Linked DNA regions of Mus musculus: all the other regions are linked to region 4. Evidence: chromatin contacts called from public promoter capture Hi-C data. All regions are on one chromosome and are shown on one strand. Each heading gives the region's core, a stretch centred on a gene start, on an enhancer-like site or on the middle of the called end of the contact. The rest is flanking DNA. Distances are from core to core; before and after follow the strand shown.

Region 1 (6,254 bases), core at 1,015-3,514, 2.8 Mb before region 4:
AATGAGATCAAGAGCTTGGAATAAAATGTTCTCCCTCTGCTACCACAGACACAGCAGCGTGCTGCTACACTGTGTGCACAGGCTTGGGTTGTGCAGCCTGGGCCTACGTCACCCAAATCAAGACTCCCTCAGCTTCCAAATGACTTCCTCTCAGACTCCTCTACCGTGAGGGGAAGAATTAGAACTGGGTTAAATCACATCAAATCACAGGTTATTAGACAACCCGTGGACATGGACATGGGAACAGTATTAGTTTCAAAGTTGCACCAATGCTACCATTCACTGGAAAAAAAAAAAAAAGAGTGGCTTCCATTCCAAGTGAACACTGAAAGGCCGACAGGAACAGAAATCACAGGCAGACCAGGATCACCTTTTAGTCACACCAAACCTAGAAAAAGTCAAGTGCATCGGAGAATTGTAACCCTGTACAACATAACAAAGCAGACTCCTGTCCCCGGGAAGACACCACTGTGAGGAACACCACGCCTCTCCAGTTACCAGTGAACTGGTAGTTGTGCTACCCTCTCAAATGTCAATCTCTAGCTGGGCAGTGGTGGCACACGCCTTTAATCCCAGCACTTGGGAGGCAGAGGCAGGCGGATTTCTGAGTTCAAGGCCAGCCTGGTCTACAGAGTGAGTTCCAGGACAGCCAGGGCTACACAGAGAAACCCTATCTCGAAAAACTTAAAAAAAAAAAAAAAAAAGTCAATCTCTCTGTCAAAATGGAGGCATAGAGGCTAACATTTTTTCAATTACCTGTGAGTTAAGAGCAAGCACTCTTAGATGTCGAGCCCAGGACGGAGGCTCTTCCCAGATCCCCTTTTTCTGCACAGATGTGGAGGTTATATCTCTTCCCCCAAGCCCAGAGATGCACCATTAGTGCCAAGAGAAACTGTTAAAATGGCAAGTCCCTCTCTGTCTTTTAAAAGCTAGCTAAATCCCACTTCTGGACAGTATCCCAAATGTCAGGACAAGGAGGCAGACAAATTTGGAAGCAGGAGGGGAAAGACCAGCATCAGGAAACACAAAACTCCTCCTATTCCTTCGGTATCACTTATCAGCCAGATGTTCGTGCTGTAGATGCGACAGGACAAGAGCTCTCCTTCCCCAGAACTTCATGGGCTCCAAGAAGCTAATCACCTGGAGCCACTCACAATCCTCTAACCTCAGGGACCTGACAGTTTAGAAGGCTAAGACAGCATGCCATCTTGCCATCTGAAGACTGTTACAATGAGAGGCAGTGACCTCTACCCAAAGAACCTCCTTCTACTACCCTGTGTCCATCCATCCTCACATAGGGAGCACGCTGACTTCCTCCATCAGTGGACCTGATGAATCAGTGAGTCCTTTCCCACCAGAACTCTCTCCACTGCTTCCTCCTGCCTTCACTTAAGAGTATAAAGAGGAAACACACAGAGAGACATTCATTCTCTCCCTCCCTCTCTTTCTGTTCTGGACCTCCTGCCTCCATCTCCCAATTGCAGGGATTACAGGCGTGGTGCTGGAGCCGGAATCTAAGGCTGCCCTACATGGCGAGCAACATCCCCGGCCGTGGTAAATGCTTTCCATTTCGGTTAAATTGTTGTATTATTTACTATTAAATTGACAAGTACCCCGATAAGACACAGTTTTCTTCTAAGAACTCTCTACAGTACCAGACCTCAAATACTGCTTCCATCTCCTCAGGATCAACAAGAGAATGACACGCTTCCTGCTACAATTCCTATTTCCTTAGTGAATCACATCTCTCTCCATCACTCGTTTATTCGCTTGAGACACACACTCTCTCTCTCTCTCTCTCTCTCTCTCTCTCGCGGCAATCGAGGCTGGAGTCCAACTCGTGATTCTCCTCCTGCCTGGCATGCGAGTGGAGTGCTGGAGTCATAGAAATGCGCCACCACTCCTGGGTGCCACAAGTCTTAGAACATCTATGGCCTAGGCAGTCTTCAAGCACATCCTTGCTTTCTCTTTCACACCATCACAAGGACCACTCCTCCCCCACGTGCTCAAGCTCCCAGGCCTCGCCCCGGACCACAGCAAGTTCGGATCCGCCTTCCTAGCCGCGCCCCGCCCCCCGGCGCGCTCACGCAGATGGTTATCTTGAGCACGCCGTGGCTGTAGTCCCGGTACAGCTCCTGAGCCTCTCGGTTGCACTCGATACAACGATACAGGCAAGAGGAAGAAGTCGCCGCTGCGCCTTCCGTGCCTTTCCCGGACCGCGTCCCCCTACGCCCGCCGGTCCCCATGGCCACTCTAGGGCTCCTGCTTCCGGCCGCTGGCGGAAGACGCCTGGACTGGCCTTGGGAGGGGCACCCAAGGGCTTACTGGGACTTGTAGTCCAAGCGCTGAATGAGTGCTTGAGGCTAACAGGGCGAGGACTACAACTCCCAGCGGGTACTGCGGCTGCGCGCCGCGCCCACCTGCCCGCGGCGGGCAGAGCAGGGCCGCGCCTGCGCCGTGCGGGAAGATGGCACCTGCCGGCTGCGGCTGCGGCTGCTCGGGCAGCTTGGGTGCTGCGGTGGTGCGGCCGCTGCTCCTGCTGCTGGGGGCGCTGGCCTGCGCGCGGGCCACCGAGCACTACTCTCCGCTGTCCTTGCTGAAGCAGGAGCTTCAGCACCGGCAGCAGCAGGAGGCCCCGGCGGGCGGCGGCTGTCCGCAGTCGGGGGACTGGGCGGACCAGTACCCGGAGTGCGGTGAGTGGGCCGAGCCGCCCTCTCCCTGGGCCGCCCCTGCCCAGCGTGGAAGCATCTGGGAAGTGGGGGCACCGGGGATGGGCTCAGGTGGGCGGCGGGGATAAGGACCTGCCTGGAGGGTGCCTGCTGGCGTGCACGGGCCAGGAAGTCAGACTTCTTTCTGCTTGCTCCGGTAGGTGATTTGCCCGATCCCCACCTCAGGAATCCAATCTTGAGAGGTGCAAGCAGGTTGGATTTGCGGGGTGACATGAGCACTGACCCGTGCTCCTCAGATGTACCCCCAACGGTAGAGAGAGAGCTTCAGGCCTGATTCCTGCGTGCATTCCAGCTGCTCAGGCTCATTCATTGGTCAGGCTCTGGGCAAAATGCACATGCTCTTTCTGTTTTGAGTTGTACAGTGGGCGTTTTTACCCATCAGTACCCTCTCCACTCTCCCTTCCCCTCAGTGGGTGTCCCTCCGACTTGCCGTGGGGAAGGTCTGGGTCTTCTATACCTAGTAGCAGCTGGCTGATAATGCCTTTTAAAACATCCCACCAATGTTCAGCACCATATGCCTACCCAAACACTACCTAGTTTCTTAGCTGAGATGCAGTCTCAAGATTAGTGCAATCTGACTTCCTTTGAGCACCATCTGACTTCTTGGAATGGCTTTTGGACTTATTTTGTGTCTTGGCTTTGCCTCCCAACACTGTTGCAGCTGATGTGGCCAGCATTCCTTAGTGAATCGAATGACCATTGTTAATGTCACCTCCTGATTCAGGGCAGGGGGTTACCTGTCTGTGAACTTGTCTGTAAATAGGAGACTCCGTTTACTTGACTATGAGGTTTTGTTTTTGAGAAAGGGTCTCTCTGAGCCCAGGCTGGCCTTGAACTTGCATTTACCACGATCCTTCTCTACAAACCCTCCAAGTTGGGCTTACAAGTGTGAGCTTCCATGCTCAACTTTACAGACAGATTTTGTCTTAACCACCAAAGGCTCTTAGTAGGAAATGCCTCTCTTCTGTTTGTCCCAATCCTGGACGATTACATGGAAGTTGGACTCTGTGACGCTTACCTCAGGCACCTGTCCTAGACTGTGGGGACAAATTCAGGACAGGCAAGTAAGCGTGTCATAGCCGAGGGGCTATTCTCATCAGTATTTACAGCCCCCATACCACCAACACAATGGTCTGCTCTAGATATCCAGAACCTCTCAGGTCTCACAAATCAGACAGGTCTGACCTCACCACGAGGGCACCTTTGGAATACCGTGGTCACTTTCTTACCTGCCCACGTCAAGCCAGACTCTAGACTTGGGGCAAAGAGCTGCAGCGTTATTCTCAGGTGCCAGTTGCTGAGGGGTAGATGCCTGCTTGGGTCTCAGTGTGCAGCTTACTTGCTCAGGCTCAGTCTCACACTGCAGCACCCCCTATGGTGGAGGAGAAAATGGTTCCAGTGAGAGCAAGTGGATCAGGCTGGAGGTGTCCGTCAGCAATGGCTGGCCCTGCTGGTCCCGGGTAAAGTGAACCTGGCCAACCTGCAAGGATGCTATGTGTCTCTGCAATGTTTTCGATCCTATTTTCCCATGAGAAGGTTTTTTTGTTTTTGTTTTTGTTTTGTTTTGTTTTTTTTTAAATATGATTTACTTATAGTTTTGTCTTTGTGGAGGGCGGTAGGTGTGTGCAGGTGGCCATAGAGGCCCGCAGAGGCCAAAGCGGGCATCTGATCACCTGAAGCTGGAGTTACAGGTGATTGTGAGTGCTAGGAACCAAACTTGGGTCTTAACCCCTGGGCCTGCTTCAGACCTGAGAGAATAATCCTACTCTTTTAGGAGAAGAAACTACCTGCTATATTATTTGTTCTTGCTTTCCTCTTTTTCTTTTTCTTTTTCTTTTTCTTTTTCTTTTTCTTTTCGTTTCTCTTCTTTGTTTGTTTCTTTCTTTTGCTTTATTTTGGCCTAGGCTGGAACTCACTATGTAGCTCAGGGTGCCCTTGAGTTGGTGACAGTCCTCCTGCCTCAGTCTCTTGAGTGCTGAGAATAAAGGCATGTGCCTCAAAACCTGAGAAACTTATTTTCAAAATAAAAATTTGTTTTTTTTTTCTTATTCCTGTGGCCCTATTTTTAATTTGTAAGTGTGGGAGGAAATACCGAGCGGAGTCTTTCCCCAATTCTCTTCCCCAGTCCCATTACACAATATGAAACGCTCTGTGCCTTTTGTCAACACTGAGCTAGTTAGTGTTCATTACCATTTTCCCAGGAGGAAACTGAAGTCAAAAGCTAAGCAAGCTTTCCCTCGGAAGAATCCAGGTTTGGGATTAATTTGATTTTGGGCTATAGTCTCAGTAGGTTTTTTTTGCATATCGGCATAATTTCAGTAAGCATTAATATAATAAGTCCTACATCTTAAACTTATTGAAAGTTATATTTGTTGTTTTGTTTTGTTTTGGTTTTTGGTTTTTCGAAACAGGGTTTCTCTGTGTAGCCCTGGCTGTCCTGGAACTCACTTTGTAGACCAGGCTGGCCTCGAACTCAGAGATCCACCTGCCTCTGCCTCCTGAGTGCTGGAACTAAACCACTACCACAGGTTTGAAATAAGTAGTTTTGCTTATTTGTTTATTTTTAATTAATTTTATTTATTCTTTTAACGAGTGCTCTGCAAGTACACCTGTATGCCAAAAGAGGCCATCAGATTCCCTTTTATAGATAGTACTGAGCCACCATGTGGTCGCTGGGGATTAAACTCAGGACCTCTGGAAGAGCAGCCGGTGCTCTTAACCACTAAGCCACCAGCCCCAAAACTTGTATTTTTAAATAACACTTAGGATTTCAGACTTTACATGTGTATTAAAATGTGTCACTGATCCTAGTGGTTTGGACTGTGTAGCCACAGGAAAGCTGTGTGTGTACCAGGCATGGATGAGTGTGCTGCACCTTAATCACCTGACTGAGTCTCTTACAGGGAGCTGAGTTTGGTGTAGGGTGAGCAGACCCGGGACACCTGACTAGAGGAGTGTTTGGGGGGGGAAGGGTGGAGTCCCACGTTGCCGATGTTGTGCAAGGCAGTGAGCGAAGACTGGCTGTACTGACAGAGGAGCTCTGGAGAGGAGCTCTGACTAAAGAATTCAGGTTTTCTGCTCTTTCTACAAACCTACATGGTGTGTCATTCAAGCAGAACGCCGCCTGGTTCTTTACAGATGTCTGAAGCTACATCTTAGTAATCAATCACACGCGTTTCTGGTAACTTCCAACACGCCTTTGGTTTCTCCTCCTCTGCAGTGAGAGGAGCGATGAACTTCTTTTCCTTTTGAGGTGTTCTGTCGTGTATCCCAGACTGGTCTCTAGCTCTCCACACGCCAGGCTATGTGTATCCCACACTGGTCTCTAGCTCTCCACACGCCAGGCTATGTGTATCCCGGACTGGTCTCTAGCTCTCCACACGCCAGGCTATGTGTATCCCGGACTGGTCTCTAGCTCTCCACACGCCAGGCTATGTGTATCCCGGACTGGTCTCTAGCTCTCCACACGTCAGGCTATGTGTATCCCGGACTGGTCTCTAGCTCTCCACACGCCAGGCTATGTGT
Region 2 (6,611 bases), core at 784-3,283, 2.1 Mb before region 4:
CCAGGAAGTTGTCTTGCTTTTAAGTTTAAAGGAAATACCAGAATAAACAGCAGCCATTGCTACACGTCTTCTACAATTAAAAAAGGAAAATAGTATTATAATAAGGCCTAACTGAACAGACACCAGAAAATGGACAGTATCTTTTAAAAAGAAAATTTTTTATGTATATGTGCCTGAGTATATGCACTCAGGAGTCCAAGAAGGTCAAAGAGGGCATTAGAGTCTTGGAGACTAGAGTACAGATAGTCATGAGTTAGGCGCCATGGAGGTACTGGGAACTGAGCCCAGGTCCTCTCTGAGAGCAGCTGTACTCCTAACTTTGAGCCACCTCTCCAACCCCTCCCTATATACCTTATTGGGTACAATTAGGAAGCAGAGGCCAGCCTAGGATACATGGTAAGATGTTGTGTCAAATATATAGTTAATTTGAAACTGGCTTTCATCAAAAGCAGGTAGACAATAGATTATAAGTACTCCTGCTGTGATCACACTTAGAGAATACAGGAATTCAATAAGGAGAAATCAAAGTGTGTAAATCACTCACAGGATGACAGTCACCATTCATGATTTAAGATCGAAAGAGATGGTTTAGCACAGCTTCAAAACTGTGTTGTGTAACAGGAGTAGCACTATTAAATAAGCAAAAAAGCAAGCAATACAGTACTTGAAGAAAATAATGCTTCTTGAAGTGAAAAAGAAATTAGGTGATGTGGCTGAGGAAACGGCTCAGCAGTAAAGAACACTTGTGACTCCTGTAGAGAGCCCGAGTCCAGTTCCTAGCACCCACAACGATCTGTAAGTCAATTTCCAGGGAATTCTGCATCTTCTCCCCAGGATCCTCATGAATGTCAGACAAAAGGAGCAAAGAGAGAAAGAAACAGAATTCAGGCATTAATTTCAATAAAAATGCTCTTACTTCTACTGTAACAGTAACTCGTCACACACAGCTACAGTAGACAAAAACCATATACAATCTTTAAAATCCCAAGTAACAAAGGAAAGGATACATTAACAACCTACACTTGCTATGAAACCCAGCTAAACCTTTTGAGTTTTTAAAAGTCATAAAGTTTGTTTCCATTATGGTAAACAACTTAGCTTAAACCCTGACAGAACATTCACCACGCTGCTGTGTTGAGGCAAGAGACTGTGCACTTTGGAAAGCTTACTACAGGCCTTCAGAACTGAGAGGCCTCCCTTCCTGTCCTCGCCCTCTGACTACCTCGGGAAGGGTTTAGGGCAGGGTTTTTCCACCTGCGGGTCACACGCCCACAAGATTGCAAACCAGGTATTTATTCACATTATGCTTCCAACAGTAGGAAAATTGCAATTATAATATAGCAACAAAATAACTTCATGGCGGGGGGGGGGGGGGCGTGTCACCACAACATGAACAAAGGGTTGCAGGATTAGGAAGGTTGAGAATCAATGTTCTAGGGGGCTGGAAAGATGACTCCGTGGTTAGGATTACTTACTGCTGTTCCAGAGAACCCAGGTTCGAGTCCCAATATCCCACATCTTGGCTCACAACCACCACTCCAGTTCTAGAGGAACGCCCCTCTTTTATCCTCTGCGGGTGTACATAAAACACCCATACAAATAAAAAGTTTGGTTTTGGTGGTGGTGGTGGTGGTGGTGGTGGTGGTGGTGGTGGTGGTGGAGGAGGAGGAGGAGGAGGAGGTGGTGGTTCTAGTTTATCATGATACCTTCAAATCCTACTACCTGGATCGGGGCTCCCTCGAGTCCGAGCTCCGTGTAGGAGATCGGGGTGCTCTCTAACGTGGGTCTCCCTCAGATCAAGGTTCTCTCAAGTGGAGCTCCTTCAGTTCGGGGTAAAGCAGTTCAGAACCTCAAGCAGGGTTCCATAGCGGGAACTCCCTCGGGCAGAGGCTCCTCCGATCCCGGCTCTCCAGCCGGTTCCCTCCTGTTAGGACTGGTGTCCGCATCCGCCAAACTGGCGCCTCGGCGCAGAGGAAACCCAAACTCTCCAACCGTCCGCTCACCTGGGACCTCCACGGCGGCGAGCCACATGTGAGGGAGGCGCTTCCGGCAGACGTTGACGCCAACGGCTCGGGGCGGGGAGGGGCGTCACGCAGACATCGCTAGAGGAGCGCCGAGCGCGCCCTGGCCGCGGCGGCGTCGCGCGTCCGCGGCCTAGCCCGGCGTGCCCGCTCCGTCAGGCGGTCATGGGGCGGCCACCGAGAACCGCGAGCGCGGGAGGACGTAGGGCGCGGGGACCCGGCTAGCCGGTCGTCGTACGGAGTCCTACGGCGGGCAACCGATACGGAAGCAGCCGGTGCCGGGGCGGCGGCGGGGCAGCGGGAGCCGCCTGGGATGTTCAGTGAGTGCGGGCGGGGCGCGGGACAGGGCGGGGGGGGGGAGGGGACGCGGGGGAGGGGCCTCGGGCGGGAGAGCGCGCGCGCGCGCGCCCGCCCCTGCGCAGTCCCGGCCCTGCTCGCGCGCGCGCGGGTCCGAGCGACCCCGCACGTGGCGGCCCCGGCTGCACGCGCCCGGAGACCCCGCGGCCCCGCCGGGCGCCCTCGCGCGGAGCCAACTGCGAGCTCACGAGGGCGCTCGGCGGAAGTGGGCAGCGGACGGAGGGCTCGCGGCTGCCGCGGGGAGACGCGGCCCCGCGGACCTCGCAGGCGCTGTGGCTCCGGCGTCGAGAGGTGAGTTTTCCCCTTCGCCGGGACCGGCAGGTGGAGGATAGCCTCGGGGCTCTGCCGGGAGTCCCGTCCAGTCCGACCCGCCCTATTAGAAAGTGAAGTAGGAAGGGAGTCTGCCTTTCTCCAGGTTACAGACTTTTTGGCTGTAACCTGGGGCTGAGTGTCACGGATGGAGTTGGTGACCGCAGAGACTTAGAGTTGCAAGCCGTGTAGCAGGCGAGCTTGCTGCCTCGGTTTCTTCTCCTGTAAAATGGGAGGGTAATTTAAGCCCAGACTCTGCTGGTAGTGGTGGCGCACTCCGTAATCCCCACACTCTGTAGGCTGAGGCAGAAAGATTGCTGCGAATTGTTGGCCATCCTGGTGTACGAAGTGAGTTCTGCACCAGTCTAAACCACAGAGTGAGACTTGGTCTAAATACACGTGCATACACACACACATACACATATGAGAGCCTTGTTTTATGAACTATAAAGCGAATATTAAATCAGAAAACCCAAAATGTCAGTTTGTGCCTTCAGTATTTGCCATCAGTAATAAATAAATTTGGTTCGTGTGTTTTGGGACAGTCTTCCAACTGTGAGATTTGTGTGTACTTCTGTCACTGAAGAGAGGCAAAAACCTCTTCTGACTACTTAGTAACTGGTTATTCTTTTTGTTACTCTGTCACAATCTATGAACAACATCTGGGGACAAAAGAAGGGGCTTTGCTTCTTTTCTGACTTGTTTTAGCTTGACCTTGTGTGACGCCAGCGCTGCTCATTGAACACTACTTGAAGTCACGGTTCCAGCCTTCCACGTAGCCAATCAGCATGTTAGCTGATTAACTTGCAGGCTCTCGTTGACATAAGCATCAGTGAGCGGTTGGCCCAGTGCTCCCCTGCAGTCCCGTATGGGATCAGTGGAGCATAGGGTGCAGGCTCAGACACTGTCCACGAGACTGCGTTCCCTCCCATTCAGGAACTGCGTGACTTTGGGCAAGTTGTCTGATAACTACAGGCTTCAGCGTCCCACCTGAAGCGTTTACCTGCCTAATAGAGTAAAAGCAGATAGTCTGTGGGAAGTACTTAAGATGGCGTCTTACTCAGCAGCGGAATGTTAAGTAAACATTAGGTATCAATGGTAGTGTAGGACTGGGATGGTGTTCCAGGCTCTGGGAGTAGAAGGGCAAAGACCAGGAAGCCATTTGAGGAAGAGATAGCCAGACAGAGAGAGCATCAAGGTTTGTTCACACCAGGTGAGCATTTGTAAGGGTGCCTCCTTAGGAGAGGGCTTGGCCAAAGCCTGCTAAAAGGTGAGGGAGCCTCAGTAAAGTGAAAATGGAAGTGGGTAAGCAGCATTCCAGCGAAACCTCGAAACCTCGAAACGACATGATGGGTTTTTTCACTGGGTTTCCTCCAGTGAAAGCAGTGAGTTTTAAACTGATGCATCACATTGGCTTTTTGGGAGGAAGGCCTGGAATGGAGTGGGGCTGGGTCGCAGTAGAGAGGCATCCCTGCTTCTGTACAGCTTCTAGCTTAGTACAGAAATTTTTAATCTGAATTTCAAAGCTAAGAGAACATTAAAACAAAACATGAAGGTACAGGTCGTTCTAGACAGTATTTCCTAAAAACCATGTTTTGGTGTGTGTCATGTACCAGGTTACAAAGCAGGTTTCTCTGAGAAGTCTCTCTGTGATTGGAGAATGTTATCCCATGTTGTGGTCTCTGCTCCAAGGCAGCCTTAGTTGTTGCTCCAACACCAAGATGGTCTTCAAGAGGGCATGCCAGGCTGGAGCAAGCCACTGGTGCTGGGTTGGAGCTTTTATTCAGTCTCACCAAATCAGTTATATAAACAAAACAACAAGAATTAATGTTCACTGAGGAGTACTGGGATCATGTCTCAGAGAACACTGTACAGATCGCACATAAAATACAAACTAATGTGGAAATGGAGGCTTGTTCTTGTTGACCTACTGCAACCGGCCATGACAAGGGGATGGAGATGGAAAGTTCAAGGTCAGGCTGGCTAGGAACAGAATTTAGGTTATCATGGACTACATAGCAAAAACTCTGACTGGGGGGAAAAACAACAAAAAAATACTGTAAGGGGTGAATGAAAATGAGCTCATCAATAGCTTGGACTGAGACTTGCAGCAGAGAGAGTAGATCGGGATTTGGAAAGGATGAAGTGCTGTGAGGACTGAGGGTAGCTTGGTGGTAGAGAGCTCGCCTGCATGGGAAGAAGGCCTTAGGCTTAATCCCTGTTGCCCACCCCCACTTCCACCTCTCTCCAAAAAACCTGTGTTGTCTGTGGTGACCTAGTAGGAAGACAAAATGCTTTGGAAAGTCAGTTATATGTCCATTTGGACTTCTTTTGATCCATGGTCTCCTGTTATCCACGGCTGGCCTGGGACTTACATGCAACTTTCCTGTCTGGTCTCCTAAGTGCTCGGGTTAAAAATGTGCCACAATACCCAGACCAAAAAATAGAATTTGATAATCTATAGTGGTTTAATGGACACTGGTTTTAAGATGTGTATAAATAGTTGGAGCACAATTGTACCACATTTGGTATTTATACTGCTATGCATGTCAGTGAACTTTTATATACGTAGTGTTTTGAATGGTGATGGCCCCCATAGACTAACTTGTGGTTTGTGAGTGTTTTTTTGTTATGTTGTTTACATTGCCTTGGCTGTACTGGGGCTCAACTATGTACACCAGGGTTGCCCGGCTCCTGGTGTGTGAAAGTGTGCATCGCAAGATGAACCATACCCAGCCAGCATGGCGCTTATGTTTGGTCCCTTGATGAAATTGTTTGGGAAAGGATTAGGAAATGTTGCCTTTTTGGAGAAAATGTATCACTGAGGTGTTTAAGGCTTTGAGGTTTCAAAAGTCCATGCCAGGTCTAATCTCTCATCCTCCAAAATGTGGATAAGCTGTAGCTTTCAGCTACTGCTCCAGTGCCATGCCTTGCTTGTCTGCTCCTCACCGTGATACTCATGGACTTACCCTCTGAAATAGTAAGCAAGCCCCCAATGAAGTGCTTGCTTTTGTCTGGTGATGGTGGTGACACTGGCAGCAATGACAGTGGTGCCCACCTTTAATCCCAGCACTCAGGAAGCAGAGGCAGGTGAATCTGTGAGTTCAAGGCCGGCCTGGTCTACAAAGAAAATTCCAGCACAGCCAGGGCTACACAGAGAAACCCTATTTCAACACATCCCTCCTCCCTACAAATACTTTTATAAGTTGCCTTGGTGATGGTTTCTCTTCATTAGCAATAGAAAAGTAACCAAGAAAATATAGACCCTCTTCTCTCCTGTGCTATGAAAACAGTAGTAAAGTAGAAATAAGATGCTTGTGGCTTTCGTATTTCTAGAAATCACAAAAGATCAAAAGCCTAAAATAAGTCCAAGCAGAAACTAGACAGCACTCAAACTTTTAAATCAGAATATAGTTCATGCTACCTGTCCCTTCAGAAGCCAGTAAGTGGGATAGGAATTGAATCTTAATATAGCTTTAGTCTGTGTTATCAGTCTGAGAAAGTAAAGACTTGTATTCTGTCTTAAAGCCCATCTCCAGCCAGCAGATTACATAAGGAAAGGAAGGGTTGGAGGCAATGTGTCAGTCACTCCAGAGCTCGGTCTTGAGCCTTTGGTCAGCCACAATTCTGAGCCTTCAGATGCTCTGCTTCTCTCGTTGTCTCTCCCTCATCTCATTCTGTGGGTGTTTGAGCGTTACTTCTTGATATGCAGGGTCAAATTAGTTTCTGCTGGTCTCCACTTTGTACTCTCCCAGGAACATCTGAGCTCAGGACAAACTAAACATTAATAATATAATGTGCACCGGATCCCTTTTACACTATGAAGGATCCATGCCTTTATAATACAGAATATGAAAATACTCTTTCAGTCCTGCATTGCTTTTTCTTTTTGAGACGGTTTTTAGCTCTGGCTATTCTAGAACT
Region 3 (6,418 bases), core at 3,759-6,258, 3.0 Mb before region 4:
GCCTCCCCTCTGCACAGCTTGTCTGCAAAGGAGACAGACAAGACTTCCTCAACACATTGCCACCCAGACACTGAGCACGGCGGTTATCAAAAATGAAGTATTGCTCTGTTCTAACTGAGATCTGTGCAGTAGTCACCTATTGACAAGAGAAGGCAACTTTCAGTAGTCAGAGCCCTGTACTGAAAGAACAGGAGGAATGGAAGAAATCATAGATAAAAGAATCCAAAACTGAGCAAGGATTGTTCCCAGGAAAGTACCGATTCCTCTCGCCTGCCTGCTCCACGCCTGGCTTCCTACAGATTCAGTCCTTCTGCACCAACCAATTCTCCAGTCCCCTGTGCCTTCTCTGCATTTCACATTAGGAACTAGGGTTTGACTCCCAAGGCTGACCCTACCCAACTGACAACCTTGCAAGGACAAGTGTCACCTCAAGTAACTGCTGCCTCCCCAGGAGCTTCTGAGGAAGGGAGCAGATCCTAAGGATGACATGGGACAAATGAAGGCTGCACTCCTTTCCCATCCTCCCAAGCCACCTTAGCAGGTCACCAGCCTGTCACACCCCGGTGCTGTTACCTCACTTAGACACCCATTTGCCTTGGACACTCCCTCAGATACAGCCAATGGAGATGTCTTCACCTTCTCTCCCTTCCACACAGCAGAGCACACTTGGTTACGGTCACCTTGTGGATGCAATGTGCTCCTTACTGCTGGAAACGTCCGCAGTGGAGCAGAGCAGCCCCTGCAGTAACTCCCCCAGGTTTGCTGACACAGACACACGGCCAGGCTCACACCCCAAAAGACGAGATGGAGAGGTAGGCACCTTTATTCTCCACTGCCGATGCTGGCTGCTTGTCTGCTTTTGTCTTCCCTCTGCCTTTCTTCGAATAGTTCTCTGGCTCCTTGATTTTTATGTAAGTGCCTCCACAAGTTTTCTGGTGGTCAGCCCACCAGTAGTCATGAACAGAGGGGGCCCTGTTGGTGGCACGCTTCACATAGCCGTAGTAGGGCTGTCTGTGCTGGCAGGGTCCATTGCAGCGCCACCAGTGCCGGCGATACTCATCCACCTCATCATGGAAAGTGTGGTAGACCTGGGCAGAGGAGTAGCCAGCAGTCAGGATAAGGTAGAGAATCTAATGAGGTATTTTACCCAAGGAGTCTTTCTGTTTTGAGATATTCCATTTCTCAGACATTCCTAAAAAGTTCCATTTGGGGACAGCTACTATATTTAGTTTCTTTTCAGAAGTTCACTATAATGGGAAACATCAGGCAATTTAAAACTTCCTACTGTATAAAGATAGAAGCATGTATGTGTGTGTGTATGTATGTATGTATGTATGTATATATATATGTATATGTATGTATGTATGTATGTGTATATATATGTATATGTATATATATATATATATATATATATATATATATATATATATATGTAAAAGATTTTGGTGGGGGAAAACTCACAACCAGAAAACACCTCCATGAAAGTAAACGTTGCAGAGAATGAACACCACCACCACTAAAAGCTAGACCCGAAGAGGTTTACCACAGCACCTTAATAAACTGCCAACAGGGAGAAAGACCATGGGACTGGAGAGATGGCTCATCGGTTAAGAGCTCTGGCTACTCTTCCAGAGGACTCTGGTTCAGTTGCCAGCACCCACAATACAGCTCACAGCTGTCTGTAACTCCCATAGACACACATGCAAGCAAAGCATCAATGCACATAGAAAATAAAACTAAGTAAAAAGGGAAATGTTAGAAAGCACACATATTTGCTTAAGTTCCTAGAAATGATAAAAACTGCTAAAGGGCCAAATCCTTCCCAAGGAAACAAAGAAAATCCCCATAATTAACAACATTTAGTCAGTGCTCAGGGTGCTGAGACACTGTACATCCTTACGGTCAAGAGCTCAAAACTGCTGTTACATCATTGCATAGCAACAGACAGTTCTGGATATAGGCATGACCCCTAGTGTAGGGGACAGCACACCTCAGCCCTGGCTGTGATATCTCCTCCAACATTGTCACTGTCGGGACGATGAGGGAGAATTTAGGATGAGCTGGAGCTGCCCCTGAAGGTCAGAGGAGGATAATGTATGCCTGAGATGCTGACCTGCAGTTAATGGAAGCCCCAGCAAAGAGGCTTGCTGGCTCCTTAGCCACTCCACCTAGAGCCTAGATGATAGGGCTTTTGCTCAAGGCTAAAAATATCCGTTTCTACCTAGTTCACTTTTACTGAATGGCTACTGGGTTTGGTAGCACATACCCATAATCCCACCACTTGGGCTGAGTTAGAATTGTGAGTTTGAGGCCAGACTGGGCTAGACAGTAAAACCCTGATCTTGCTTGCTCCCCACACCTGTGTGGCTCAGTATACCGTTATGTTGGCTCCTGTCAGTTGGTTGATTCGATGCATATGTTTACAGAACTCTGGGCCGTGTCCTTCCCGGTCTTTATCATTATTAGTGACAAATAAGTAGGCATGTATCATTTCATGCAAAAGAGTCTGAAACAGAAAACCAGCGTATTAATTTTCTAGGGCATGTCTAAAGATAAAAGGAATTCTCTTTCTTTTTTTTTTTGGTCTTTTGAGACAGGGTTTCTCTGTGTAGCCCTGGCTATCCTGGAACTCACTCTGTAGACCAGGCTGGCCTTGAACTCAGAAATCCGCCTGCCTCTGCCTCCCAAGTGCTGGGATTAAAGGTTTCTGCCACCACGCCCGGCATGAATTCTCTTTCTTAACCTGCAGTCCTATCCTTCTGCAGACCCAAGTACAAACCTTTACATATAATATTCCAAGCTCTGCAGAACCCAGTCAACAATCCCCTTCACAGAATTAACATTTTTCACAAAGGCCCATTTAACTTAACCAACCCAAACCCAAAAGGTCAGTGAATCCAACCACACAAAACTTTAAAATCCTGATAGTGAAAACTCTACAATCCAGACTCCAGGTGCCGAACCGGAAATGCCAACACTGAAAGAGCCGACAGCCTGGTGCGTACCCGTGATGGCAAATCTCAAGATGGAGGCAGAAAGCTCAGGCGTTTGAGATCAGCTCACCATCAACCCCTCTAAAAATAGCTGGGTATGGGCATGACAGCTCACTGGGGAAGCTGAAGCAAGAGAAGCATAAAGACCAGGGCCAACCTAAGGAACAGAGACTCTTGTCTCTTAAAATCAACAAAATAACCTGGCCAGGAATGGTGGTGCACAGCTGTAAACCCTTGGGTAGAGGCAAGAGGATCTTGTGGTTGAAGCCAGTATGGGCTGCTATCAAGAACCCATCTCTAGCCGGGTGGTGGTGGCACACGCCCTTAATCCCAGCACTTGGGAGGCAGAGGCAGGCGGATTTCTGAGTTCGAGGCCAGCCCAGTCTACAGAGTGAGTTCCAGGACAGCCAGGACTACACAGAGAAACCCTGTCTCGAAAAACAAACAAACAAACAAACAAAGAACCCATCTCTTAAAAATAAATAAATAAATAAATAAATCCTGCAAATCAACTTGTTGAGAATCAGGCTTATGCAAAGAATACCTCTACAAGGTCCTTTCTTGGTCTCAGTTTTAACAGGGGCTCACTGAGACGGATGGAGCACATGCCTCCTCTCCCTTCATAGGTGCAGATCCCAGCACACCTGGAAAACAGTCACAACAATGGATTAGGGTCAACGAATACAGAGGAGACAGAACAAAAAGCAAACCTTAGTCTGGCATGGTGGTGCAGGCCTTTAATCCCAGCACGTGGAAGGCAGATGCAGGAGGATCTCCGAGTTCCAGGCCAGCCTGGTCTACAGAGTATGTTCCAGGACAGCCACAGATACATAGTGAGGCCCTCTCCCCTCTCCCCACAAAAAAGGGGGTGGGGGTGGGCAGCAAATCCCTAACAGTTCTTGGGCAAGAACTGTTTCACAAGAAAACGTCCCTGATGGGAGGATGGCTTTCCTGAGTGGGTCACTTGGCTTCAGAGAGTTAACACTTGCTAACCCTCACCCACTGTCACCCTCTCCCCTCCGCACAGGCATACATGGGCACTTCTCCCAAAACAGTCACAGGGCTGGTATGAGGTTAGAAGTACACTACGTCTTAGCCTGCTTTACCTCAAGCTGCTATGTGACAGTGTATGTGCGGGGCAGATTACTATCTCGAATAGGATTTCTCAAACTCTGATAAGGGATCCGGCTGGTTCATCACTGAGGGACGTTGGGCCCGGGACTGGGGAGTGGGCACGTTTCCCGGCGACCTCTCCCTGCGCCGCGAGGCGGGGACACCAACGACAATTTAGCGGCCTGGCCCTTCCCGACGTTCCGAGCCGTTCGCGGACGCACTCACAGGGTCATGCGCACACTCCACTTCACCTCCACCGCCTCCAGCTGACCCCAGAAGAAGCGATCGTTAAACTGCAGGAAGAGCGCCTGCAGGTCTGGGGTGGGGTCCACCAGCTCCCAGGACGCGTCCACCAACGACACGGGCTCCCGCGCCGCCGCCGCGCGCCGCGCCATCTGCACGTCCCACTCCTCCTGCAGCCGCAACGCGACCACCAGATCCTCGTCCATCCCGCTACTCCCACCTCGGCCGCTCCCAAGACGCCGGTCGGGCTCGTGCGGCGCACGGATCTCGCGAGGCCTCCCGGCCCTGCTGTCAGGGCGCGCGGGCTAGCCTCGAACGCCTAACCGAAGGTGGCTCGGCGCTGCCCCGCGGGCACAGGCTTAGGAACGCTGGGCTCGGGCTGGGGACGGCTTTAGGCAGCCGGTTGTCTCCTGACAGCCGCTGAGGTCCGGCGACACACGTCAAGTCTGGTCCGTGCCGGACCCTCCTCTGACTTCCGTGCTGGCTCGTCCGCGCACGCGCCTTAAGACGCTGCCGTTTCCGCGCAGGCGCATTGTCCGCACTCCGCCCCGGGCGCAGGCGCAGTGCGAGCGGCTCGACTCTGGCACAGGCGCAATGCAGCGCTCGGCTCCGGCGCAGGCGTTTGGGTGTTGCTCCCGCCCCGCTTCCTCCGCTGCCTTCTCCACCGGGCTCGGGTGGGGCCCGGAGGCGGCGAGTAACAGCCACTGCGGGCCGCGGGAGCAAGACGAGTGGCAGCCATGTCGGACAGCGGGGCGAGCCGCCTGCGGAGGCAGCTGGAGTCGGGGGGCTTCGAGGCGCGGCTGTACGTGAAGCAACTGTCGCAGCAGTCGGACGGCGACCGCGACCTGCAGGAGCACCGGCAGCGGGTGCAGGCGCTGGCAGAGGAGACGGCACAGAACCTGAAGCGCAACGTCTACCAGAACTACCGGCAGTTCATCGAGACGGCGCGGGAGATCTCCTACCTGGAGAGCGAAATGTACCAGCTGAGCCACCTGCTGACTGAGCAGAAGAGCAGCCTGGAGAGCATCCCGCTGGCACTGCTGCCCGCCGCCGCCGCGGGCGCCTCTGCGGGTGAGGACACGGCCGGCGCGGGGCCGCGGGAGCGCGGGGCGGTCCAGGCGGGCTTCCTGCCCGGGCCGGCGGGCGTCCCTCGAGAGGGTTCCGGGACGGGCGAGGAGGGCAAGCAGCGAACGCTCACCACGCTGCTGGAGAAGGTGGAGGGCTGCAGGGACCTGTTGGAGACGCCAGGTCAGTACCTGGTGTACAACGGGGACCTGGTGGAATACGATGCGGACCACATGGCCCAGCTGCAGCGCGTGCACGGCTTCCTCATGAACGACTGTCTGCTGGTGGCCACCTGGCTGCCACAACGGCGAGGCATGTACCGCTACAACGCACTCTACCCGCTGGACCGCCTGGCGGTGGTCAACGTCAAAGACAATCCGCCCATGAAAGACATGTTCAAGCTTCTCATGTTCCCCGAGAGCCGAATCTTCCAGGCGGAAAATGCCAAGATCAAGCGCGAGTGGCTGGAAGTGCTGGAGGAAACCAAGAGGGCCCTCAGCGACAAGAGGAGGCGGGAGCAGGAGGAGGCAGCAGCCCCGCGTGCGCCACCACCGGTCACTTCCAAGGGCAGCAACCCGTTTGAGGACGAGGATGATGAAGAACTGGCCACCCCTGAGGCGGAGGAGGAAAAGGTTGACCTTTCCATGGAGTGGATCCAAGAGCTGCCGGAAGACTTGGATGTTTGTATTGCACAGAGGGACTTTGAGGGTGCCGTGGACTTGCTGGACAAATTAAATCACTACCTGGAAGATAAGCCCAGCCCACCTCCTGTGAAAGAGCTGAGGGCCAAAGTGGACGAACGAGTGCGACAGCTCACCGAGGTGCTTGTGTTTGAGCTCTCCCCGGATCGCTCTCTGAGAGGCGGCCCCAAGGCTACTCGGAGAGCCGTGTCTCAGCTGATCCGGCTGGGCCAGTGCACGAAGGCTTGCGAGCTGTTTCTGAGGAACAGGGCCGCAGCCGTGCACACTGCCATCCGCCAGCTCAGGATTGAGGGCGCCACGCTG
Region 4 (6,209 bases), core at 3,454-5,953:
TACAAAACTACAAACAAAAACTAGAAGGAAGGTCTTTGATATCAGCCCTCAAAGCAGCAGAGCAAAAAAACAAAGGCTCCTGCCTCCCTCGCAGCCCTGGTCTGCTCAGACGGCACACCATTGTCTTCAGAATATCTGGCCCAACTTTGAAAGTTCAAGGCTCTGTCCTTGGCTCTTGTGTTTGTTACTTTCTCTGTGTTTAAGAATGTGTGAGAACTCTTGCTGGGTCCCCATGAAGAGGCCACGTTTGGCCAATCTCCCAATACTGCCTCGTTGGGACAAAAGCCACAGTCTCGGCAGTGATGGCCGTCTCTGTACCCTACTCCCCAACCCCTGACCCTCGCCCATTCTGTGTTATCAGCCTCTATCAGCCCCAGAGCACAGGCAGCCATTCTGAGACCTGAGAAACCTCCCCCTTTCTGGATACTCAGTCCCCTCGAGTAGTGTCCTTGGGGAAGTCCCCGCGGCCTGGCTGTGTCCGTCTTCAGCTGTGCTCTGTGGTCAATGGCTACTGCACAGCTCAAGACTTTATCCCTCTGTTGACAGTGGGCTGTGGTGCCTGCCACCATAGCACATAACTTGACACTCAGAGGCCCCTTCAAGCTCCTACATCTCTCTTCCCAGAGCCACAGACACTGAGGGATGCCTGGTCTCTAAGCTGTTTGGCTTAGCTGTTGCCCTTCCTCTCACTGTTCTCACCAAATTTACTTCTCTGAATGGGGAAGTATCTGCGTGTGTGGTTGTGAGACAGACATGGTCCTTCAGCCTCTGTTCCAGAAGCTTCTTGTGGTACCGAGGCTTAAGCACCTGTTTCTCTCGGAGGGAGCCGGGTCCTCCGCTCTCTTGCAGACCAGCTGTGTGGTGTGTGATACCATGACTGCTGGCAAGAGCCACTCCTTCCTGTCCTTAACCTCTGCCTCTGCCATGCTCCCTACCCATCTCTGTGTTCAGGGAGACAGCGGGGAGCAGTCTGCTTCCACCTCAGGCCCCTCATTGATGGCCTGAGGAGCCTGTAAAGGAACAGGGCCTACATGTTTCACTCAAGCTTGAGACAGGGCCTCACACACCCACACCAGCCTAGAACACGTGATCCTCCTGCCTCAGCTTGCTGAGACTTGGGTTTGCAGGCGTGGACCACCAGGCAGATCGATCATGGCCTTCTTGGGTTCAGGGGCAGAGTCTGTGTCCACAGGAGGAGAGAGAGGCCAGCTGTGTTTCTAGGGCTGAGATTAATCTCGTCAGAATTTCCTGTCAGTCTGGGGATCTTTCTCAGTAGCACTCAAATGCTCCTGAATTTGGAAGTTCCCAAAACTCACGGTGGCTCACAACCCTCTGTAACGCCAGTTACAGGGGAACCCAATGCCCTCCTCTGTCCTCTGTGGGCACCAGGCACACACTGGGTACACAGATACACATGTAGTCAAAACACCCATCTACATAAAATAAATCTTTGAAAAATTAAGTATTTTAAGCAACAACAACAACAAACCGAGGCAGGGTTCATAAAAAATGGCTCAGCGGTTAAAGATGCTTGTAGCCAATCCGAATGGCCCGAGTTCAACCCTTGGTACTGATGTGATAGAGAGAGAGGCGCGACTGCACACACTTCCATCTGCAGAAACGCTCCGGTTACTGTGCCGCTGTTGTGTGGCTTTTCATGGGTAGATGCAAACAGACTTCTACTCATCCCCAGATAGCGCACTGACAGGCCCGGTTCCATGCAAGTCCAAGTTGGTGAGTGTGGTGGTTTGTATATGCTCAGCCCAGGGAGGGACTATTAGAAGGCGTAGCCTTGTTGGAGTAGGTGTGTCACTGTGGGTGTGGGCTTTAAAACCCTCATCCTAGCTGCCTGGAAATCAGTATTCTCCTAGAATGAAGATACAGAACTCTCAGCTCCTGCGCCATGCCTGCCTGGATGCTGCCATGCTCCTGCCTTGATGATAATGAACTGAATCTCTGAACCTGTAAGCCAGCCCCAATGAAATGTTGTCCTTATAAGAGTTGCCTTGGTCATGGTGTCTGTTCACAGCAGTAAAACCCTAACTAATACAGTGAGTGAGCTTACTGTACCCAGCTACTTACAGCAGCATAGGTGACCAGATAGCAGTGTCAACATAGCAGTATCTATACTAAGTCCCCTTACCTCCCCAGTCAACCTTCTACCTCCCTAATGCTCTGCCACACCCAGACACATGTACCTAGGGTGGGAGAGCACACCTGGGAAGTACCGGCCAGAGGGCCGAAGGGGGGCTCCGATGACCCGCCCCGCCCCTTTCTTCTATGAAGGACTGTACAAGGTACGCATTCTCGTTTCAAGATGGAGATAGGAAGACAGGCTCCCCAACATCCAATCAGTCCAACACCATTTTAAATAAATTACTGACCAGTTGAAGAGCTAACCACTAGGAACACACACCGGGAGCCCCAAGTCAGGAAATTTAAGATGAAACTGCTCCTCCATCCACCAGTAGATGGCGCCCCTGGAAAACATTTCAGTCTTAGCTGTTTGAAGAGGTGTTGGGGGGGGGGGGGGCACCAAACAGAGATAATACACACCAACGGTTGCTTTGCAGGAAAAAGTTTAAGGTCTTATCTAACGCTGTGATAAGCAGCAGCAGAATCACGAGCCAGGGGTCTCGGGGACATTCACTGGGTATTGTCACCAGAGCAGCTTCTGCCCAGGGCTCAGGTCCCCCTCTTGATCTCTTGTTCATTCTCTCTCTGAACTCCAGACCCAGAAGAGCCATTTGAACCTGCTGTGTTCCTCCACGACCACCGTCCTTGGCCTCTGGTAGTGGCTTTGACTTAACTATGGTTGTGATTTTATACCTCCTTGGACTATTGCTATCTCTGGTTCAAATCAAAGCTTTCCCACGGCTGCGATGCAGAACCCAGATTCCACTGGGAACAAGGACAGATTCCAAAAGAAGCAAGGGTTAGTTAGCCACCCACAGGTGAGAGGTAAGCAGGCTGCTTGCCTGGAGGTAGGAGGCCGTGAGGCTGCGCATACTGGGCAGGCAAGTTACACAACTGCAGAACTGGCTTCCTCGTTTACTATGAAGTGTTTCTAAGAGTTGCCACGTGTCCTATTAAGTTAGACGATGTACCTTGGAATCTTAGCGATGTCTCAGTGGGTTGGTGGTATGCTTTTAGCCCTCTGAAAGGACTATGTCAAGAATGAGAAGCAAGTTTCTCAATCTTCCCAAAGCCATCAGTTTAGGCAGTCTGTACTGTGGCATGGTTAATGTTGGTGTGACCTTTTAGCTCCATGGCTTCCCACTGCTCAGGCTACAGAGATACCAGCTTGTCATTGCTTGTGAATGGCTGACATACTGGGGGTTGGGGGAGGTAGCTCCAGTGACCCTTGGAGTCTTTGGCTGAACACCTCCCCGACATGGGCTTCCAAGGGGCAGCTCTGGCATTCTTGGCTGCAGCAGTAGATCCAAAGATGGGGAGAAGTTTGAATTTCTTCATTGGTCATGCCTCAGCAGTGGGGAAGGCTTGGCAGACTGGACAGTTTAGCAGAGCATACAGGGCTCTGTATCCTTACAAGTCTGAAGGTTCTTAAATTAAGCCCCCCCCCCCACCTTCCCTTCTGCTTGTCTGTGAGTTTTCCTGGGGACTCCTTTGGACAGAAAATGGAACAGCTGGTGAAAAGGAGGGGGTCTTGGGGCTCCTGGACTTATCTTGACCAATGAAATTTTCCAAGCGTACCATCAGCTCAAATTACACAGCCCATACCACGAGGGCTTGAACCCACTTCCTTGAGCTCACCGGTGGGCGTCACGAAGATGCCAGAGCTGATAATGGTGCCCACGATGATGGCACCAGGCCTGGGATGCTGAACCTTCCAGATGTGTGACCACATTATCTCAAAAACCCTCTTACCTAAGATTTCCTAAGAATGACAACCTAAAGCCCTTTCACCCTACAGTAGATTGGGTTGGTTCCCTTCTAAAACTTGCTTCTCCAGATTGGGTGTACCACTAATCGAGCTTTTGTCAAGACCCTCCTTGGGACCAGATGGATATCTAAGTCCAGGAGTAAGCTGGCTACCATTCTGGTCTATTCTTCCGTTTCCTCCAGAGCTGACGGATCATTTCGCCCTCAGACTCGTTTCCTCTGGACCAAGTTGGACTATAGGGGTGCCTCACCCCACAACCCACCCCCACTTATCCTAGATAAGATATTTATCCTTCATCTCCCAGACGCACAGGATATGCACACTGGAGGAAGCGGAGATAAACACCCGCGAGGCAGGGCCAGGATTCCGGGCAGGTGTTGGGACTATACACTGAGCCACCCCCCTTCCGGTGCTTTCTCCCTTGACAAGTCCTCTGCGCCGCCTGGGGCGGGAGAAGAAGCACGCCCTTACCAATCGGCCCTGACATCCTGCACAGGACTTGTGAGGAGGTGTGAGTCGACTCTCCACCCGCGTACAACATTCGGATCTTGTGAAACACGCCGCGATAAACCCATCAGTAGTCACGCCGCGTTAAACACATCAGTAGTCCTCAGTTTCAGGATCTTAACGCTCCACGTGCTCTAACAGACTTGGGGGCGGGGGCCCGCGAAGGAGGCGGGGTCGCGCGGGCTGAGGGGGCGGGGGCCTTTGCGAGCTGAACCAACAGCAGCGGCGATGGGCGGAGCCTGGAGGGCGGGTAACGGTAGAGATAAAAGGCCGCGCGGGCGGGGCGGACGCAGACGCACTTCTCAGTACGCGGAGAGCGGCTCGGCCGCGCGCACGCCGGGTATCCAGGCCGAGCCGGGAACGCCGAGAGCATGGCGGTCGCGGGCGCCAAGAGGCGCGCGGTTGCGACCCCGGCGGCGGCGGCGGCGGAGGAGGAGCGGCAGGCGCGGGAGAAGATGTTGGAGGCGCGGCGCGGGGACGGCGCGGACCCCGAGGGCGAAGGCGTGACCCTGCAGCGCAATATCACGCTGCTCAACGGTGTGGCCATCATCGTGGGCACCATCATCGGCTCTGGCATCTTCGTGACGCCCACCGGCGTGCTCAAGGAAGCGGGGTCGCCCGGACTGTCGCTCGTGGTGTGGGCTGTGTGCGGCGTCTTCTCCATCGTGGGCGCACTCTGCTACGCGGAGCTGGGCACCACCATCTCCAAGTCAGGCGGCGACTACGCCTACATGCTGGAGGTCTACGGCTCGTTGCCCGCCTTCCTCAAGCTCTGGATCGAGCTGCTCATCATTCGGCCCTCCTCGCAGTACATCGTGGCGCTGGTCTTCGCCACCTACTTGCTCAAGCCGGTCTTCCCCACTTGTCCGGTGCCCGAGGAAGCTGCCAAGCTCGTGGCCTGCCTCTGCGTGCGTAAGTAGGGGTCCGGGCTGGGGTGGGGCCGGGCTGGGGCGGGGCCGGGTGGGCGCGAGCCAAGGTTCCTGCGTTTACAGCTCGGCAACACCCATCCCAGTATCCCTCCATCTGTCCATCCCTGAACCATCTCGGCAGTTCCAGGCTAAAGTCACAGGCCCCAGAACCCACGTGCGTTTCTTTAATCCATTCATAGTGTCTATGCTTTCGGGACAGCCCTCGCGAGACCTCAGTGGGTCGCGGCTCTGACCCCGCGGCAGGCATCCCGCTTCCCGACCTGAATTCTAAGTACGAGAGATCTACTCTGTCCCGGGTGAGAGCAATACACTCCCTGCCTTCAGCAAAGCACCACGTGGAGTGGCAGATATGCCAGTTTCCTGTTTCAGCTTCAGTTGCTGACTGGTTGCTAAGAGGGAAATTGCAGTTTAAAAAAAAAAATCACTTATGTTCTTAAAACCGGCCTATCAGGAATCAGTGAACTGGCTGACTCATAAGAAAACAGTAGTAATAAATTTGTGTGTGGTAGTGATGGCTGCTTGCTCGTTTAAGATGAGTAGCGGAATCGTGTAAAGCCTGCCTGTCAGTAAAGGACTAAAAGAAACTCGGCTGCAGACAGACGACAGTCTGTGTGGGTGGGCTTGAGGGGTCCCAAGATGTGCCAGGTAACAGCTGTTGAGTGTAGCCTTTATGGGACGCATAGGTCAAGACGGATTGATTTCTGCTTTCAAAAACAGTTGTGTGATTTTTCAGGACTGGGGGAAAATGATCGTTTGAAGCAAATGCCACATGATTTGGTGGTGGAGAGCAACCTGGAAATAAATCATGCTACTTTCAAAATTACAGATGAGTTCAGGCAGCTAAGACCGATGTATCTGTTTGTTTTGAG

What was found. Promoter capture Hi-C pulls out the DNA fragments that hold promoters and counts their contacts. Capture Hi-C pulls out chosen DNA fragments and counts their contacts.
Region 1: a contact with region 4 is called in a promoter capture Hi-C map of liver, with 2.9 times the contacts expected there. The contact joins the promoter of Arv1 here to the promoter of Slc7a5 in region 4. A contact is called at or near these places in 1 of 39 promoter capture datasets (pre-B cells) and 1 of 9 other capture datasets (liver).
Region 2: a promoter capture Hi-C map of liver shows a contact between it and region 4, with 5 times the contacts expected there. The contact joins the promoter of Urb2 here to the promoter of Slc7a5 in region 4. A contact is called at or near these places in 1 of 39 promoter capture datasets (pre-B cells) and 2 of 9 other capture datasets (adipose tissue and liver).
Region 3: a contact with region 4 is called in a promoter capture Hi-C map of liver, with 2.1 times the contacts expected there. The contact joins the promoter of Exoc8 here to the promoter of Slc7a5 in region 4. A contact is called at or near these places in 2 of 39 promoter capture datasets (liver and pre-B cells).

The regions. Positions count from the first base shown.
Region 1 is chr8:124,718,176-124,724,429 of GRCm38.p6, reverse strand. It overlaps Arv1 (ARV1 homolog, fatty acid homeostasis modulator), which reads right to left and starts at 2,264. Exons shown (of 6, transcript NM_001368372.1): 1 at 2,088-2,264. The coding sequence starts at 2,246. It overlaps Ttc13 (tetratricopeptide repeat domain 13), which reads left to right and starts at 2,458. Exons shown (of 23, transcript NM_001373939.1): 1 at 2,458-2,693. The coding sequence starts at 2,468.
Region 2 is chr8:124,016,919-124,023,529 of GRCm38.p6, reverse strand. It overlaps Urb2 (URB2 ribosome biogenesis 2 homolog (S. cerevisiae)), which reads right to left and starts at 2,033. Exons shown (of 10, transcript NM_001368414.1): 1 at 2,004-2,033; 2 at 1-70. The coding sequence starts at 57. It overlaps Taf5l (TATA-box binding protein associated factor 5 like), which reads left to right and starts at 2,133. Exons shown (of 5, transcript NM_133966.3): 1 at 2,133-2,341. It overlaps Mir1967 (microRNA 1967), which reads right to left and starts at 889; the gene lies at 808-889.
Region 3 is chr8:124,896,295-124,902,712 of GRCm38.p6, reverse strand. Exoc8 (exocyst complex component 8) reads left to right here and starts at 5,008. Exons shown (of 1, transcript NM_198103.2): 1 at 5,008-6,418. The coding sequence starts at 5,087. Sprtn (SprT-like N-terminal domain) reads right to left here and starts at 4,819. Exons shown (of 5, transcript NM_001111141.2): 1 at 4,332-4,819; 2 at 3,538-3,637; 3 at 2,378-2,506; 4 at 821-1,088; 5 at 1-22. The coding sequence starts at 4,555.
Region 4 is chr8:121,906,180-121,912,388 of GRCm38.p6, reverse strand. It overlaps Slc7a5 (solute carrier family 7 (cationic amino acid transporter, y+ system), member 5), which reads left to right and starts at 4,703. Exons shown (of 10, transcript NM_011404.3): 1 at 4,703-5,323. The coding sequence starts at 4,783. BC048644 (cDNA sequence BC048644) reads right to left here and starts at 4,556. Exons shown (of 2, transcript NR_167716.1): 1 at 4,376-4,556.